Regions from separate parts of the Tachysurus vachellii genome. Here region 1 is linked to region 2. A link is a contact called in public Hi-C data. All regions are on one chromosome and are shown on one strand. Each heading gives the region's core, a stretch centred on a gene start, on an enhancer-like site or on the middle of the called end of the contact. The rest is flanking DNA. Distances are from core to core; before and after follow the strand shown. Region 1 holds the start of fam171a2a (family with sequence similarity 171 member A2a). Region 2 holds the start of phb (prohibitin).

The links. Hi-C and Micro-C count contacts between places; a contact is called where the count stands out from the background.
Region 1: a Hi-C map of blood shows a contact between it and region 2, with 6 times the contacts expected there. The contact joins the promoter of fam171a2a here to the promoter of phb in region 2. A contact is called at or near these places in 2 of 3 Hi-C or Micro-C datasets (blood and muscle).

The regions. Positions count from the first base shown.
Region 1 is chr18:6,864,542-6,867,536 of HZAU_Pvac_v1, forward strand. It overlaps fam171a2a (family with sequence similarity 171 member A2a), which reads left to right and starts at 1,719. Exons shown (of 8, transcript XM_060893226.1): 1 at 1,719-1,908. The coding sequence starts at 1,818. It overlaps itga2b (integrin, alpha 2b), which reads left to right. Exons shown (of 30, transcript XM_060892820.1): 29 at 1-107; 30 at 241-826. The coding sequence ends at 363.
Region 2 is chr18:6,556,665-6,559,548 of HZAU_Pvac_v1, forward strand. phb (prohibitin) reads right to left here and starts at 1,439. Exons shown (of 7, transcript XM_060892702.1): 1 at 1,355-1,439.

The DNA of each region.
Region 1 (2,995 bases), core at 469-2,968, 310 kb after region 2:
TTTGGAGGCGTCCTGATGGTTCAGAGGATGTGCCACTGTGGTGGATTGTGGTGTCCATAATTGCTGGCCTTCTCCTCTTAGCTTTGCTGAGCATCATCTTCTGGAAGGTAAATATATGATGTAAACTCTAGAGGATGCAACACAGTAACAACATACGGAGATCATTAGCAAATGGTCCATATTTATGATTGCGCATGTCCTGCAGCTCGAACCGGTGTCTTAAAGACTTCTGTTTTGCAGATTGGATTTTTCAAGCGCAACCGTCCACCAACTGACGATGACAGCGACGACACAAGTCATAAGCTGAGAGAAGAAGAATCACAATATGCAGATGTCTCAAACACTAGTCCTGAAAATGATTAAAGAAAATACTAAGCTTTTTACCAAATGGTACATTTTATTGTGTAATGTGTGGGCTGCTGTTCAAAAGTGTGTGAACCCTGCATGTTGCCAAGTTTTTTCCCCACGATGTTGCTGAATTCTCCATTCTGATTCGTCAGAATCTTAATTCATTAAATTTCTATACCCTCAGCTCAGACAGTAGATATAATCCCAATGCAAATCACAGATTTATATCAATGTGATCATTGTAATGCATTTTAGTAATAACAACATATGCAGTATGGTGGACATGTTTTGGGTTTTTTTTTTATGTTTTTGAGTCTGTAATAATAGTCAGAGGCTAAATTAGTTAGTGTTGGCAAACTGATGTAGTATAACAAGAATGAAACACTTCAGGATGTGCTGTTACTTGAAAATAATCAACTTTGTGATGGTAACAGTAACTCTTCTCACAGAACAACCAATAAAACAATATTGAACTCAATTTTCCAAGTCATTGTTTTTAAAAACATTTTCATATTAATATTAATATTCACACTTTACATATACATTTTTTTTAATATTACACTCATATATATTTGTTACTTGTAATAATGAAGGGAAAACTGCACACTTACATGAAATGTCATTATGTGTATCGTATGAAATTGTATATCTTTTTATATACAAGGCCGATAAAATGACACTACTGAATTTTTGTCATGTCACTCCCCAGTAGTGGTTAATAGCTCTTATGACTTAGGGAGTAGCACACACTCACACAAATGTTGATATCTTCAAAGTAAATGGTGTAGAGATTCATTAGCAACTAAAACATGAAGGTGTTATCTTCAACCATGAAAACCCTATATAAGGTTCTACATGCACAGCGAAAAACTTCTCACACCTTTAAGTTACATTTATAGCATTGAGCATACGCACGCTCTCATCCAGAGCGACTTACATTTGAGTGTGTGTAATGTGTGCCCTGAGGGTTAAGGGCCTTACTCAGGGGCCCAACAGTGTCAGCCTGTCAGTCGTGGGACTCGAACTCACAACCTTTTGATTGGGAGTCCAGTGCCTTAACCATTAAGCTACCAAGTAAGTTAGCTGAGCCTTGTATATTTCAAAAAAGGTTCGTATTCGTTTTACTGTACAATAAAATAACTCGGATTAATTTCACATAAGAAGAATGTACTGTATAAATTAGACAGTAAAGCTATTAAAACAATTAGGAATTTAACAGCAGAGGGCGCGTGAGAGTACGGGAGCGCGCCTGCCTGCTCCTGAACGTCTGCGCGCGCACAACCTCCCTCCCCGCACAGGACAATAGAGGCGCGGAGAAAGGAAGGGAAAGGAAAGGAAGGGAAGGGAAGGGAAGGGAAGGGAAGGGGGCAGAGTGGGCATCTCCGGACCAGCACTTCTCTGTGCCTCATCCAGAGAAGTAAACATGGACGAATGGGCGCCTCGGGCACTTCTGTGATGTTGCTGTAAGAATGCCGCCGCCGCGGATTTCCCGAATCTTCGCCTTTACGCTTCTGTTGTGCGGCGTTTGGCTGAAATCCGCAGCGCAGCGTGGAGCATTTGGTGAGTTGTTCAGCTCCACTTTCTGAGATCTCGGGTCTTGTATCGGTAACGCGGTGTGTGCGCGAACACCGAGAGCCATTTTTGATCTTGAATGAACTCAGGAATTACGCATGAACTTTGTTGTGGATTAAAGTTAAGATCATTTAAATAAAAATGCTTCCTCGGAGCTTGACTTTAAACAGGGTTCAGGATGTTGTTCATCTGAGCTTCTGGGTGAGGGTCAGATTTTTCATGATCATCTATCAATCACAGATTTGATTTCATTTTGTAGAACTGACTTACATCCCTGCATGCAGTGTAAAAATGTAGAGCAAACAGCAAACAACATGGATTTACAGTAAACTTCTAGACATCTATACATAGCACAAAAGAACACAATAATCCTGTAGATCTGATCATTTGGCTAAGACTTTTTGATGCAGTTCAACTCATGTGAAGGTTAAGGGCCTTGTTTAAAAGGACACGAAGATTGCAGTATTGTGGTGCTGGGATTTGAACACACAACCTTCTCCTCTGTAACTAAACTGACCCACTAGCTTAACTTGCTTACAGTGACATTACAAGCCACTTCAACCACTGAATTTACTTGCACTTAATGATTTTTATTGAATCAGAGCATTCTAGTAGTCCAATGTGGACCACTGGCTAGTAAATTAATGTAAAACCATTTTATTTTTGCATTAGTATGTAAAATTACGAATGTGAAAATAAACAAAATGCTTTAAAAGTGTCTGAGTCATTGGGCTTTAAATTGAAAATGATTTGAAAATAAATAACAATTACAATTCTATGACTTGTTAATAAAATGCAAATTAGTTTGTAAAGACCAAGAGTCGAAAAATCAAATAAGATTTTTGACATAAAATGTGTCCAAACTCAAGTAAACTACTTCACAATACTTTCAGTTCAGAATTCAACTCAGTTGAAAAGCTCTTGAAAACTTGTGTATGTTTTTAAATGGTTAAAAGTGTAACATGATTAAATATCCTGATTTTAACCTTCCTAAAGCTTCACACAAGCTTTCGTTATGGATCGTCATGAAACCGTCTTGTTCGTCTTTGTACTTTGATTTAACATCATCCAACAC
Region 2 (2,884 bases), core at 189-2,688:
TGTCAAGCTCCTGAAGTTTGCAGATGACACCACACTGATCGGACTCATCCAGGACAGTGACGAGTCTGCTTACAGACTGGAGGTCGAACGGCTGTCTATCTGGTGCAGTCTTAACAACCTGGAGCTGAACACGCTCAAGACAGTGGAGATGATAGTGGACTTCAGGAGAAACCCCCCTGCACTCCCCCCACTCACCATCATGGACAGCATTGTTACAGCAGTGGAGTCATTCAGATTCCTGTGAACCACAATCTCCCAGGACCTGAAGTGACATTCACATAGACTCCATTGTGAAAAAGGCTCAGCAGAGGTTGTACATCCTTCGCCAGCTGAGGAAGTTCAACCTGCCACAGGATTTGCAGTTCTACACTGCCATAATTGACTCCATCCTCCACACCTCAATTACTGTTTGGTTCAGCTCAGCTACCAAATCTGACCTCAGAAGACTACAGAGGGTAGTCCGGACTGCTGAGCGAACCACTGGCACAACACTCCCCACTCTCCATGACCTGTACTTCTCCAGAGTGAGCAAAAGGGCAAAGACAATCACTCTGGACCCTTCACATCCAGCACACTCCCTCTTTGAACTGTTGCCATCTGGTTGACGCTACAGAGCCCTGAGCACCAGAACGACCAGACACAGGAACAGTTTCTTCCCTCAGGCAATCCATCTGATGAACACTTAACATACGCGGAACACACAACACTATTCTCACACACTATTTACTTACAACTCATACTATTTATATTTCTATTGCACATTTCACACTTGTACATTAGTACATACAAATGTATATATTGTATATGTCATTCTGTTACACTGTGGAGCTTCTGTCACTAAAACAGTTTCCTTGCATGTTAAAACAGACCTGGCAATAAAGCGCTTTCTGATTCTGATTTAATGGGAGGACTAGACAAGTGCATTTAGAGTCATGACTGATGTAGATGAAAACGAAAGGTAGGTTTGTGGAGAAAAACGTGAGCACCATTAAGAGGCTTATTCTACTGAGGACAAAGCACATGTTTATCTTCATTCTGGAAACAAACTAAAGATACATAATAATAATAATAATAATAATAATAATAATAATAAAAAACAAAAAAACAAGAAGCTAATTTCTCTCATTTTTGTAATAAAGCCTCGCGCCATCTGAAGCTAACCTGCCTGACATGTAACTAGCCGAACTTGGTGTTAGCTAACATTTACACCATTAGCATAACAAAACATCTCTTAACCTTTTTATTCATGTCAGCAGAGCTTATTGTTATTATTCTATGCCACATGCAATTAATAATAATAAAAGTTTAATTAAGGACGGAAAGCTTTCTATTCTGTCACAACGTGAAAACTTACCAAGCTTCTGACGACTCACTGTGACCTCCACTGTAGCGAACACATGAACGCGTGTGCTTTGTGAGCATGCGCAAGACTGATAAATAACAAGCATTCTGATTGGATACAGCGCAGCTCGACCTATGAGTACGGAAAGAAGGTATTGGTTCGCTTAAACGCTGTCGGTATTTCTGAACTCGATGCGTAAATATATCGTAAATAATCTCTGAAATCGAAGTAATAGGATTGATTTTATGGTTTTAATAATATAATAATATGCATTTTGAAGTAACGAAGCTTTCTTTTCAGCTGATAAAGAGGAAAAAGAGGAGTAACGTTACTTGAGACTATTCAGCACAGTGCACGCTAGTGGCATCTGCTGGTCAAAATGTGAAGTGCAGGTAGAAATCGAAGGTGCCTTCAAGGTGTCAGGGGGCCTATTGCTGAATTCTCCATCCAGGAACACACAAATACATGCACAGGATGTTTCTTAATTTCTGATAATTGTTGTAAAGCAATAATGGTAGGCTGTGTGAGCATCCCATCACAAGGAGTGCATCATCTCCAGGAGATCTTCATCTTCATCTTCATTTCGATCAACCTGACCAGCTAAAGCCCTGGAATCCTCAAGGTCAGGGTCAAGGGTTGACATACAAAGGATCAGATTTTTAGCACTTTCTTATGCTAACCATAAAGAAGAAAATATAGTCAAAGAAAAACTGTAAAATACAGATAAAAATAAAATCGGATCACTACTGGATCACTGGATCCGAGTTTAATGGATCACAGACCCACCTAAAAGAATATCTTCACATATTCAGACATATAAACCACATGAAGAATGAGGAATCGACTTACCTATGGGTTACTAGGAAGTGGTTTTGAGATGATCGCTACACTCTGATCTGGAGAGTCTGGAGATGAGCAGTGGCTGTGCACCAAGAGGAGTCATCGAACCACCAGTGTTAAATACCATGTTAAACACAACAGCTGGTGGTTTTAAAGGATGAAACAAAGCAGACTTCTTTCAAGTATCTGATGTCACTTAAAAGAGGATGACTTCCCTCTTAAATCCTGTTCCTCTCAAGTTTTCTTCCTGATGCCATCTCAGGAAGTTTTACATTGTGACCTACTTTTGCCTAAACAATTAAATAATTAAAAAAAAAATCATTAAAAAAAATTCTAGAAAAAACCCAAATAAAATAAAAAACAAATAAAAACTAAATAAAATACATAACTAAAAAATAAAACAACAAAAATTAGTTTTTTGATTTTAATAGTTATAGTGGAGATTTAGTGACCTTCTCAGGGATTATTATTAAACAGTCAAATGGAAAAGGCTTCAGAGCAATAGCAAGGACCTTCAGCATCTTTCAGTACAATCGGTTTATTAAATACGCAGGAAAAAAGATCATGGAACCACAACTATCCGTCACTGGACAGGTGCAGCCAAATTAATAATGAGGATAAGGAAATGAATAATGAAGAGATAAGCCATAAAACAACAGTCACTGGAAAAAAAAGAATTGATTTAAGACTTGAGATTTATGT